2 separate regions of the Gasterosteus aculeatus genome follow, and region 2 is linked to region 1. The links are chromatin contacts, called in public Hi-C maps. All regions are on one chromosome and are shown on one strand. Each heading gives the region's core, a stretch centred on a gene start, on an enhancer-like site or on the middle of the called end of the contact. The rest is flanking DNA. Distances are from core to core; before and after follow the strand shown.

The links. Hi-C and Micro-C count contacts between places; a contact is called where the count stands out from the background.
Region 2: a contact with region 1 is called in a Hi-C map of skeletal muscle, with 2.9 times the contacts expected there. The contact joins the promoter of tsc22d3 here to the promoter of pmt in region 1. A contact is called at or near these places in 3 of 6 Hi-C or Micro-C datasets (skeletal muscle and whole body).

What each region holds. Positions count from the first base shown.
Region 1 is chr4:8,391,477-8,398,515 of fGasAcu3.hap1.1, reverse strand. It overlaps pmt (phosphoethanolamine methyltransferase), which reads left to right and starts at 1,869. Exons shown (of 12, transcript XM_078102006.1): 1 at 1,869-1,959; 2 at 3,815-3,986; 3 at 4,159-4,314; 4 at 5,025-5,161; 5 at 5,311-5,462; 6 at 5,598-5,786. The coding sequence starts at 3,826.
Region 2 is chr4:8,531,094-8,537,645 of fGasAcu3.hap1.1, reverse strand. tsc22d3 (TSC22 domain family, member 3) reads right to left here and starts at 2,295. Exons shown (of 3, transcript XM_040173645.2): 1 at 1,491-2,295. The coding sequence starts at 1,801.

The sequences.
Region 1 (7,039 bases), core at 620-3,119:
GGAAAGTTTATCGTTTTGGAGAAGACAAAACAAACCGTCTCCCCGAAATGAACGGCCCCATGAATATTTATGAGTGCCGATTACAGCTTCTTATTATTATTATTATTATTATCATCATTAAACCTCAATTCTAAATATCATCCTTGATGCGTCATTGCCTTTTGTTTTTTGTAACTATGACCGGGAAGGAGAGCGAGCAATACAACGTGGGCCACAAAGCCTTAACGAACTCAAACAGAAGAAGTCATTTGGGGGGAAAAAAGATGAATTATACTTCCTTTATCCCCTAAGTAAAAATCATACAGAACCTCTCTTGGGTGTTATGTGGGGTACGATGGAGCAATAGTATTTTAGCAGCTTTGCTGCTTTCCAAACTTTAGTTGTTGGAAATCTAACATTCAGAAAGCAGAGAGAATCGTTGTGGTCAAACCGTCTCCTTCCTTCACTCATTCAACTTCTCACACCCCTCAACCCACAACCGTTATCTGCTTGTAACATGTTTATGGGCCTTTCCTGACCTCCAGTGGGCAAAAGTGATCATCGACTCGCTCATGGAAAGTTTACCCTCAATTGACTGTTTTAAGGAGGATTTGCTGCTGAACGCACTGTTCTCAGGGGGGAGACCAAAAAGTCCCCGAGGCTTTAAAAACTGTAGAATATTTTCTCCTCAAGGAGCATTTGTCTTAAACTACTCCAGCACAACCATCGACTTCTCCCAAGCACATTTGTATGCAGCACTGCATGTTCTTAAATGTCCTATTTTGCTTAAATACGCCTATTTTAGTCCCTCCATCCCAAACCAGCCCTTTGTCTTGCTCTTAAACCGTGTCGCCATCAGAATAGTTTTTTCCAGATTTATGTTTAATGTGGATTTGCATTTTTACACTCCAAAAATTTGATTGTCACTTTTGTACATCGTCACTTGAAATGGCCATAACGATAAAGACAACCCTTTTATCATATGAGCGACTTCGGCCATCGTGTGGTCACTTTTACCGCTATTGTGATGCACTTTGCAGGATTTAAGGGTCACGGTTTGATCCAAGTCCTCGCTGCAGGTTGGGCCATATTTTATCACACGCCAGAGGGATTCGCACCGGCATTCGCAAGCCACACGACCTTCACACTTGAACCAATAGTTTGAGCTCCGGTTTTAATGGAAGTGTGACTACTGGCACGATGCGAGGCCCTGAAACCAGCAGCGAGACGCAGGCGACAAACGACCGCTGTGACCGTGACGGACATGACTTGCACAACTTGCACAACTCACCGCTGTCAATATTATTACTGTGAATAATCATTTACAGGCTCTTCCCTGCGGTGGGAGATTGTGGCTCTTGGAAATACCCTTCCAAGTTCTTTTCTCCTCCAACTCCATTTGTTAAAGAAAAAAACTAATCTTTGACGGCCCCTGAAGTTGCGTCATTCTTCTCAGATGGTTCTCAGGTCAAGGTCTTCAGAACTCCGACAAGTCAATTTTAGCTTGAGGCAGTTATAAGAGCGTAGCGGCTAGTTTTGATTTCAGTTTTTCTACTTATACAAATATACAAAAATGGCAACAGTGTTTCATCTATATGTGAATCTGGTGGCTAATGTGAAGAAATTGTGGTAAACAGCGCCATCTCCTGAAATGTCAAGTTTCATTTCTGTGCACTTCCTGTCTTTATTAAGATCAATGCTGTCTCTTTAGGGGTAATAATATAATAATAGATATATTGCAATCTTTTTAACATTTCCAAATGATTTTAACCAGACGATATTATTTGAGTTATTGAGTGCTCGGGTACGTGTACCGTCATGAACACATTTATGTGCTACTTAATGTCTCAGAGAACCTCCGACCTGCTGAGCTCATCCTGGTTGTTGTAAACTGTGAACTTTGGATGCGGTAACGTTGGAACTGTGCAGGTAGTCAGTTGGATCAATAAATAAATAAACTTGACCCACGCCGGTTACGTGGTACGTAGTATTTACTTTTCTCTCTTTAAAAAAAATAACATTTCTGTTTTACACTCATGGTGTAACTCGGCATTTCTGCATTCTTATGTGTTTGTCTTGAGTGTTGCTTCCTATTTGGACTCTATAAAATTGATGCATAACAATTAACCAACGTGTTTTTGTACGTGGAGTTTATAGGGAGTCTTAAGAGCAAACCTCAAAGAAGGAGGTTAGAGGTTAAGGACAAGAGTACAACAATGATTATGTTTGTCATTTTGATTAGGAATTACTGGAAGAAACATTTTTTTATTAATCAGATTTGTGACAGGTAACGTGATCTTCACCTATACCGCCTGAACTCAGTAGCTTCATTGGGTTGCTCTTATCTTTGAAAACACAATAACGCCCCCCCCCCCCCCCCTCCGACAGCGCCGCTGTGTTTGCGCTGCACTATGACGCAATGTTGCGCGATCTGCGCTGCGTGCCACGGGACATGTTTTTGCCTGTCAGCTCAACTCGGGCGCCGGGAACCAGTGCGGGTCGACTGCCGCTGGGACGCGCACGCACGCACGCGCGCGCCCCAATTGAACATAAACACCGTTGGTTCGCACCACTGGCACCAATTGATCTCGTGTCTTTTCTTTTTATGGGTGCTGATAAGCGATGCCGTCGGGTGACTCACGTCCACGGACCCTTGTCCTACATGTAATTATTCATGCCCCCCCACCATGTCCTCATGTGTTGGCCGCATCCTAATGGCCAGCGTGCCACCTGGCGAGCGTCTCCTCAGCGCGTCCCGTTATTTAAAGAGCACCCACATCCTGTGGAACCCGCAGTCCGTCAGTTAGAACAGTTAATCACCAGACTATGTTGGAAGAGTAGAACCCATATTCACAATACATCCAGACTCATTTGAGACCACCATGGAAAAAGGTACAGTAAGAGCGCGGTACATGTGGCTTATTCTAATAATATGGCGACTTGATTTGAAACGTGTTGTTCCAGTCTGATGCAACTTGACTGTGTTGGAGCCGCCACGTGTTGTTACTGATCTAATGTGTTCACTCAGCTGGTGGAAGTAATGTGGAATGTGTCAGTTGTTTTTGGTTGATTTTCACTTCAAATGATTCCTCCCGGGTAACGTTGTGCTTGAATGACAGTTAAGTGGAAGGTTATCCTGCTTTTTGTGTTAGCCAGCTGGTGGCGGACTGTCATTTTCCTTTCCCTCGTTATCATCTTTGCACTAGATAATTGGATGTTAGTTCTCTGGGCTGCTGGCAGGTCAGCAAAGCCCGATTTATGGGATCTCTGTGGGTAAAGCAACGGAAGTTTTATTGTGCTCCTGTTTTTTAAACAGGCCATAGTAAACATGTGTTTGTATTCTGTACCAATATATGATTTCAACTTGTCCTGCAGCATTGCATCATCTGAGTGACTTTTCCTGCTTTTGATAGATTACTTCAATTTAAATATTTATAGACATTTTCATTTTGGAATTTTATTTTTTTGGCGATATTTGCAGTTTACCCCACATAGCACCAGAATAATGGTAAATCTGTGTTAGGTCATTGTTTTTGGGATAAGATATTTTTCTATTTAAAATATGTGTTTTAAATCAAATGAATGGTATAGTAGTTTCTTGAAAGCCTATGTCTATGATACGATAAAAATATTAAAAGCTTTGTTTTTCTGAACTATCTGATGGGTGATTCACATGCAGGGTTTTTGACCTTTGCCACATATTCCACAGGCAGTAAGAACGTTACATCTATACAATTCCTCTAAAGGCAATGATCCTCCTCTTTAAAAAAACAAAAACAATCAAATATTCCATACTTTTGTAAAATTCCAATCTGGACTCTTTTGTGTTCCACAGTTCGTGACAACATGACAGAGTTCTGGAAGGAGCACTCCAAAGCTGCGACAGTGGAGGAGATGATGCTGGACACACGTGCCAAGGAGCTGACCGAGCACGAGCTGCCCGAGATCCTCTCCATGCTGCCCTGCCTGGCTGGATCCAGGGTGCTGGAGCTGGGAGCCGGCATCGGGTGAGCGCACAGCTCCATTAGTCTGCAGTGGTGGCTGTGTTGTGTATATTTTTAATTTAAGGTCCTGTGGCAGAGGGCACTTCTCAAGCTTAACTGATCTGATTATGTTATTCAATGTTGTCAAGTGTTAAAACAAATGAAGAGATGGATATATACTGTCACGCCTCTGCAGTCGCTACACCCGTCACCTGCTGGCCAAGGCCTCCCATGTGACGGCTGTGGATTTCATGGATAGCTTTGTGCAGAGGAACAGGCAGGACAACGGTCACCATAGCAACGCTACCTTTCTCCAAGCTGACGTGACAAAGCTGGATCTACCCCGAGACAGGTGCGTCTTGAGAAACCCGCTGTTGAGAAAAACACTTTTACGCCTTTAACTGCCACGAGAGCGAGGCGGTACGGTTATATTGCTCACTCCATCACTGTGGTCCAGACCGAAAGATGCCACAGCTGTTGCCTCCTGACTTTGGTCTAACTCTGTGGTTCTCAAACTTTTTCTGTCGGGCCCCACTTTGGAGGAAGAAAAATGTTCGGGCCCCACCGCCCCAACAAAAATGGAACAAAATGGTCCATGCTAAATTTTTCTTGAAAACAGGGCTGTAATGTTTTACAGTGCGGTTCGATCCGTGTTCTCTCCATAGTTTGCATGTCGTGCATAGTGTCCTTGAGCAAAACACTGAAGCCCCAGTGCTTCACAGCAGCACACTGCTCCTTAATGGATGGGTAAAATGCAGAGAATAATTTCCCCATGTGGGATTAAGAAATGATTATAAATACATTTTAAATTTTAATTAATTAGAAAAATTTAATTAAAAAAAATCTACATTTCGGCCAAGCCCCACGTGCCCCACCTGTAATACCTCCGCGCCCCACCAGAGGGTCGCACCCCACAGTTTGAGAATCACTGGTTTAACTGTAGCGTAGTGTTGGATTTATGAGACATTCCACAGCAGGAGTTGTAACCATTTTGGTGGTCCCGTAAGGGATTTTTGCTTTTTGTTTCATTTAATTAATGTATCCATTCGTTGTTACCTTCAGCATGGACTTTGTGTTCTCCAACTGGCTGCTGATGTACCTGAGCGACAAGGAGCTGAAGTCCTTCCTGGAGAAGGTGATGGGCTGGCTGCGGCCCGGTGGCTTTCTTTTCTTCAGAGAGTCCTGCAACCACCGGTCAGGTACTGTAACAATAAAGCATCCTCATTCTTTAGCAATAATAATGATTTTAACATTCATAAGTGAATTCAACCCAAAAGTGTATTTTTCTGAGAAGAAAGGATTTTCACTTTTTAACTTTTAAAGTTTTAACTTGTAAATTTCAACCAAGGTGACAACAAAAGGGACTTCAACCCCACCTGCTACCGCACTGAGGCCCAATACAGCCACCTGGTGTCATCACTACAAGTGGAGGAGTCTAAAGGAGGCCCACTGTTTGGTTTCGAAATTGTTTTGAAGAAGAAGGTTCAGGCGTATGTCGAGGTATGCATTTCAGTCTTCTAGTGACACTAGGTATGAAATAAAAGCACAACGCTGCAGGCGTGAGGCTGTGAAGTCATTGCCACCACTTCCTGACCCATGTCCGCCCTTTCTGCCCTCGTCCGTCTCCTGCACCAGATGAAAAACAATCCAAACCAGATCTGTTGGCTTCTGGAGAAGGTTCCCCGCAGCACGAGCACCCAGAACGGATTCAGCACTTTCCAGCAGTTCCTGGACAACCAGCAGTACACCAGCCGCGGCATACTGCGCTACGAGAAGATGTTCGGGTCCGGCTACGTCAGCACAGGCGGGCCCAGCACCACCAAGGTAGGAACACCAAATACATCGGTTGGAGGGAAACGATAGGTGCTTTTTTAGTTATTGTTCAAGTTCATTACTGCATAAAATAAACATACTCACTTCCACTAATGGCGCGTTTCCACCGAGCGGTACGGGTCGGTACCCTTATATTTGTGTCTCCACTGCCAAAAGTTGAGAATAGTACCAAAAATCCGAACCGTACCGTACCACTTTTTGGGTACCCTTCCGTCGGGGTACCTGGCACAGTTGTTTGGTACTAAAGGGTGGAGCTAGATTCACAGCAGAACGTTGATTGGTTGAAAGAGTGTTGTTTATTTGGGCGTGCCACAAGGGGAAAGACAACACACGCATGTGTTCCGCTGTGTTTTTCCTTGCAGCATGTAGCCTTTGCTCAAACAAAGATTGTCGTTTCCTTGTGACAAACAGCCACATATCGAGAAGCAAGAACAGGATCGGCTGTATGTCCTCCATTGTTGTTTGCGGTTAGCTTTCAGTTTTTGCGATCGAATGAGGTCAATCTACTTTCCGTCATATTCCACGCATATCAAGTGACGTTATCACTACTTTCTGGAATACACCACGCCTGTCAAGTAAGGGTACTGTTGGCGGTGGAAACGCTCGCCAAATCATGGTTAACAGACCCGACCCAGTACCGTACAGTACCGTATCGCTCGGTGGAAACGCGCCATAAGTCCACTAATTTGGTCCAGATGGAAATATCTAATTTATTTATAATTTATTGCTGTGATGTTAGCCAGAGTTATTCAAACCACCCTCGGGATGCAGGATCCATTACCTGACCAATTACCCGCTAAACTAATAACACAATGTTTCCCTGCCAACATGCTACACTGAGATGGTGAACATGGTGTAGGCAGGCGTGTGAGAATCAGCACTGTTGGGTGTAAGTGAGTTGAGGTTAGCGTTAAGCTGCAGCCTCACGGAGCCACTGTAGAAGTGCTACAATTGACCATAAAAAGCAACAGAACTTTTTGTGGTAGCCGCTTTATCGACAGAAACTCCTCTCTCTTCCTCAATCTTCTGTTCCTCTTTTGAAAGTTTTCGTTATCTTTTCGTGAGGTGAGCTGCATTTTGTTCCAATTTTAGTTTAAACGCATTTCCATGAAGAATGACTAAGAAGTGTGATGTGGGACTCATTGCGTCATTAACAAAACTTCTAAAAATATTTCAAATGTAGCATGAAAGCTTTGCTCACCGTCCTCATTCTAATCATCTATATTTGACACTGAACACACAAG
Region 2 (6,552 bases), core at 1,046-3,545, 140 kb before region 1:
TTATCCTCAGTAGCACAATGACTCTTCTACGCTATCATAAATAAATCAACACCCGTCTGTTCCTTCATTGAATAATTCAGCTCCAGAGCAAGAACAATATCCACGAAAACAATGTGACACAATAAAAATAATTTGCCGAGCTGTTATGAAACGGTTGAACTGATTCAGATTTTCTGTGCCAGTTTGGCTCGTAGATAACGTGGATAAAGTACTGATAATGCCTCTCGGCCACGGAATACTGCTATTATGATATCGTCTGCAAGTTACTGAATCCAAGATAACAAATATCATGACTAGTTTAATTTCATGCACAAATCAGGAGAAACACCCTAACAGATTTTCTTTTTCACAAAACATGGGATCTTTTTATTCTAAAATTTTTACTTAATGGCAGCTATTATAAGGATTGTTTTTAGAAGGATTCCCATAGCAGGAAACATTTTATACATGCTGCCTTTCTAGAAAAAACTGTTGTTGGTTCTAAAACTAAAGCAACCATGAAATGTCTCCCATAAAATGTTAATAGAACAATAACTACTTTATTATGCTTTTTATAGTGATGAGGAAAATAACAAGACTTGGTGGAGTAAAACAATCAGTAAGTCACATCTGGTGTTACGATTCACCTCCGTAAACCAAAAAGAAAACCTCTCTTTTATTGATGGATTGTTATTTAACATACCCTGGTCTGAGATAAGTTATAATCCTTTAACACAGACATTTATGTTTTACTGATATTGAAAGGCGGCTCTTTTGATGATTACAGCTCTGTGTTTACTAGTTTCCTCCGTAGAACATTTCCCAGCTCGGATAAGCAGTACGAAATCACAGCTTCTTAAAGGAAAATGAACAACAACTTCTGGCTCAGGTTCAGGAGCCATTTTTTATTGACCTCTTGCATAAAATCATCATTTTAATAAATCAATATTACAAACAACAAACTGTTGCTTCGGAATAAGTTCATGTTTTTATGTTTGGTTGTTCTCTTTGATCTACATTTTGTCTGTCTTCACTGTGATGAATCTACGACCAACGAGTCGTCTTGAGAGTTAAGCAACGCCTTGCAAATATTAGTGTCATGTTGTGTAACATGTCAAATATGCTGTATGAAAAAACTGGGCTTGTGTTGATGTAAAAAGACACTGTGTGCTGCATGAATATTTGTACATTGTTCTATGTCTATTCAATTTGTTTTCAATATAGACAGACAAATTCCACCTGATCGTCTGCATTTAAATCTCACTATTTGTCTCCCCACTTCCCTGTGATGACATAGTGTGTTGTCGACAACCAGAAAAGACCACATCAGCCCGGTGACGTGCTCGCGTACTTGCAGATGCAGAAGTGAGTGAAAGTGGACTTTGTACCAAATGTTCCAAAGCGAAACTTTCAGCACAAGTTCAAATGTGTCAATGACATCACCCTCGATATTGCTTGGTAATCTGATCAGATAAGCGTGTGGCGCTCAGCTGAGCAAACAGCGGCCATACCTGTGAAAGAAGAGTAGTATGGACAACATGGTCTGGTCGATGTTGCTGTTGCAGATCCCCTCGTTCAGCAGGAAGCAGGGGTCCCTCACCACCGATTCCAGGGAGTCCTGCCTCATGATGTTGTTCAGCTTGTCCGTGTTCTGGTACATCAGCTGGCTGCGTAGCCGGCGGAAGTGATTGGCGATGGGGCTGGTGGGGCTTCCCGGCGTGGCGCCGAGGCCCCCGATGGGGTCATCGCAGCCGTTGGCCAGGTCCAGGCAGCAACTGCAGCAGTCCAGGCCGATGGGCGAGCGGCACTCGTCGTCTGACATCTCGTCGGCACAGGTGGATGAAAAGAGAAAAGGACCCCCCCTCTGGTGCCCCTGCCGAGGGGTAGAAAGGCAGGTGCAGGAATCTCAGCGGCTGAGGTGAACGAAAGGGAGACAAAACAGTGTGGCAGAGACGGACAGGCGGGCCGGGCTCCGGGGAGCAGGAAGCGTGAATGTCAGGCTGAGTTCCCCCGCTGAGTCTCGCAGTCGCGCTGGGCCACTCTGCCTGCTTCCAGCACCGAGTCGTCTCACCTCCCGCGGCTCTGCTGCTTTTTGTTCGTGGGCCAACGCTGCTGCAACGTGTTGTTAGTGTGGCAGGAGAAAGAGTGAACGCCCCACACACACACGCACACACAGACACGCACGCCAATTCAGCAGGAGGGAGCTTGAAAGCAAAACCCACAAGCGGCTCGCTGCTTATCACTTTTTTTTCCTTCACTTTTATTTTGGGAGGGGAGGGTTGGGGGGTGTTGGAGTGCTCAGACACAGTGGGACTGAACAGAGAAGGGAGGGAAGGAGTCAGAGAGGGTGGGGAAACCCCTTTGATTGGTAAAAAGCCGGGCTGGTTGCACACACTGGGCCCCTCCTCTTTTCTGTTTCAGCTTAGCCATGCAAATATTCAGGGGAAGGCAGATAGAGCGCGAGTGAGGGAAGCTTCCGTGCAGACTTTCAACACGTGCAGCGCCGCCGACTCCACCCCGCCATGCTGACAGCACAAGGAGTGGCCGGGTGAGGGAGGCCGCAGGAACACACACAAGCACAAGATTACACGTCTGTCTCTGTTGTTTGAAAAAGTTTGTGATGGGAGTTGACAGGTTGGCATTTTAAATGCTGTTGTTGAGGTGAGCCTCAGCGGTTGGATTTGGTTGGATTTATGGAGTCAATCAAAATTCTGATCGCGAATCAGCATTCAATTGTGCAATGAGATAAAGCACAATTATGATGCGGTGAGAGTTGACTGTGAGTATGTGCAGGTTAAGATGAATTGACTGGAGTCAATCTCGATGAATTCAAGTTATTGACGCAATAAATATGAAGTGAGTGTTACACGTTGGTGTCGTGGTGCGTGTTTGTGTGTGTGTGATAGAGAGAGAGAGTAATTCTGAAAGTGTGCTTTCTACTTGCACAGCACACATAACCATTACCTTATCAAGCCGGCCTTGTGTTTGTTCACAATTTTGTCATTATTACATATCTATCCAACCTGTTGGCTAAGAGCATGTTGTGTTCTTGTCCCCCGGACGAGTGTTTCGCAAGCCCTGATAAATACCAGGACAATGTCATTACAGCCCTACGGGCAGCTCGGGGAGGATTGCACCGCCGAGCCCCTGACCTCGACCGCCGACCAACAAGTCCACCGCATGCTGTCTACAGATGGCTGGTCACGCAGGAGCAAAACAACAGGATGATTACAAATAGCGTGTTGCACTCTGAGGCATGCTGCTGCAATAAAGAAATGCCACACCACACATTATTGGGTAGCAGTGGGATCAATTAAGCAGAGAAAATGACTGAGCATTGCTTTATCGAGTGTGTATTGACGTCCTCGGGCAGAGGAACCCTACATTTGGAAGGCTGAGGACTAGTTTGGGTAGAGACTACCCCCTGGTGGCAATTTGTTAGAAGGGTCGCTTGTCGTAAGCATAGCAAGTCATCACAGGGATTGTAAATAAATTGTAAATAAATTACTGATTTAAACATTTTCAACAGCACTATTTGGTATTTAGAGCAAGTCGGCGCTTTTGGAAGAAAAGGTGTTCGGAAAAGACATTATACAAAATAGTTGAATTGCCCCAATTAATTTATTTGGAATTCTTCTCCAAAAAAACCCATCCACCTTTCTTGTAAAGTGTAAACGCTGATACTTTACTTTTTTTGCAATTAAATCTATTGGTGGAGTTTTATCATCGCACATGAATGATGTGAAAAAAACACATGAATATTCCGGCGGTTAATCTGCAGTGAATAAATTGGGCCGACCCAATCGGTGACATCAGTGCAGGTGTTTTGCCTTTGACAGCTTGCTTTGACCCCACTCAGGTGGGTTGTGGCCGGAGGGGCCGAACGTTTGAAGGTTACACACTACAGAGAACTGTGTGGCAGCATCATTTTCACAATGTGTGAGTCAGTGAGGACGTCTCATCTCCATTTACATTTTAAACTGGCAACTGCAGACGTGTGCAATGCATGAGGGTCTTGGTTTGTTTGTATCATTGTTTTGTGTTTGTCTCCACAAATGCTCATAGGCCGAGCTAAATCATGTGGAATGTCAGAAGGCATTTTGTTTTAATCTGCAGTTTGCAGGTAAACATCGATGGGAGCCATTTGTTATCCATGTTGTAACTATACAATCATAATGATAATAATAACGGCTGCTGCATGTATAATATTATCACTGTAACCTCTTTTTTCTCAGCTCAAAACCCTATTAGGAGTTTTGCAGCCTTTTAGAGTGCACTCAAGAATACCTCCTGGGCGATTTACTGTAAGACCTATTATGTCAGAGTCCTTTTAAACTGCCAAGCTTTTACCGCGGCCAAACTTTGAGAACTTATTTTCTTTGCTTAAAGTTCTCACAGGAACCTCATTAAGCTCCGCCGGAGAGCTTAGTTTGAAAGGGACATCTTGAGTGTGTATGCGTTGGCCCTGTTTGTAGCACAGGTGAACTCACAGCTTCTGGCTGCAGCAGTGGGATAAAAGTCCATTTAGTTAATTTCCTGCTGCCCGGGAACATCTGAAAAGTGGATTTATTAGAGGCTGCTGTACTGGAAAGCCTTCGTATAGGCTGCCGGTCGTACATTCCTCGTCGGGGTGAGTCAAAGCTCATTTCATGTCCGATCCTATAACTTTAGGTGAATGTGAATTCTCTGCTTTATCGTCCTTATGCTCATGTTGACACAAACAACAAGCGAGCATTAAAACGGCTATTTGTCAAATGACAAGGCAATGAATACATGGTTATTGGCAACAGGTTTGGGGTAAGGAAAGTTCCATATAACACGAGTGTGGCCTTAGTTAAGGTGACACAAATATAAGCCCCTCATTTGACGTCAACATCATGCAAAAAACGCGACGCGCTAAGATAATCCAGCGTCTTACAACAAAACAACAGGCCAAAGGTGGAATCCACCGCAGGTTGTCGAGTCCCGCAGTACATCCGCTATATAACGTACAGCCATTGTAATTCTCACACGTTGGTGTTCCTTTAACGAGGCTTTGTGAGCAAATCACAGCTGTCCGTCACAGAAACAAACAGTGATGCCCTGTGTTGTGTGGACAGGTGGGAAAAAAATCGATCGACAGAGTGGATGTCAAAGCACCGGACGACCTCTTGGCCTCTGTCATTATGTCTTCTCAGCCAAACTGGCAGCCTCTGAAAACAGACAGACAAAGAAATATATATTTTTATCTGAAACTTAGATATTTTAGTTATCTTTGCACGGTACAAGTATCTAAATGCAGGACACTATTCCAAAACAAATGTACTTTGAAGGAATGTCTGTAACTGCATAATCTCTCTCTCTCTCTCTCTCTCTATATATATATATATATATATATATATATATATATATATATATATATATATATATATATACTGTATACTGGGTCCTAACTGGGTGAGGACAAAGTCTTGAACCTTGTTTTTTTCCTATTAATGTTATCTTATCACAGGGAATACAAACAAACTAATTAGGTCTCCCTTATCAATAGAGTGATGTGATTGTGATTTTACAGCCAACGTTCATCATGCATTTATTATGCTGCCCCCTCGTCGGCAAGCCATTGAAACTGAATGAATGATCCCCGTCATTACGTCCCGTAGATTAGATGTTTGGGATTCCACGGAGATGTGCAAAGGTTTGTTTTGTTGCACCTGGTACCTGAAAATAAGCTTCTGTCATGTCATAATAATAATAATAGTAAAGCCACCCTAAGCCCATGATGACGACACAGGCCTAGACGAAGAGACATACCTGAGCTGTTTAAGTTGGGCAGAGATCACAGGTAATGAATACAATTGTGTGTTTTTAGATTAGGCCATTTGAGGAGCTCATTAGTGGGAGACATTTAAATGGCGGGCGGATCAGAGTTTTACAGTTATGAGGCAGCGATAGTCAAGGCCTAAAGCCCATAACGCGTAGTCCAGCATCTGTGGACAGACAGAAGCATTTGGTCAGAAGACCCCAGTTCTCTCACAGCATGGCATGGGGACGGGCAATCAATCAATCAGTTCAAGAGTTTTATTACAATTCACCCCTTTTAACCATTGGAGAAAGCGGCTTGCAGTGATCAAGGCAGGAGGGTACGAAGGCACGGAGTCAAAGTTCAAAGAATTGATTTGAGTCTTCAGGTCAAATATCAGTACCAAGAACATATACATGAGAAGATATACAGAGTGAAACCTTCTGTTACCGTAGCAGTGAACATCATTCATGACAATGATCCACGTCCAGTGGATTCCTGCTCCGTTTGAGTAACACCACTATACAACCACTGGAGGACACTGTTAGCAAAGAGAAGAAATTACACAGCCGTCATAAAAACACAAAGCTACAGATTCATGGGAGTAACTGAGTGGGGCCTGTTTTGTATTATTTGTAACACTTGCTGTTGTGTTTGTGTTTGTCAGATTGTTTGGTGTTGCTGTTTCTTCATTACGGCTTTTAACTATTAAAGTTGGAAAGTAACTACTACGCCAGCGGTTCCCAAACTCAAGAATGACGCGGCCCAATTTGAAATCTGAAAATCTTTTG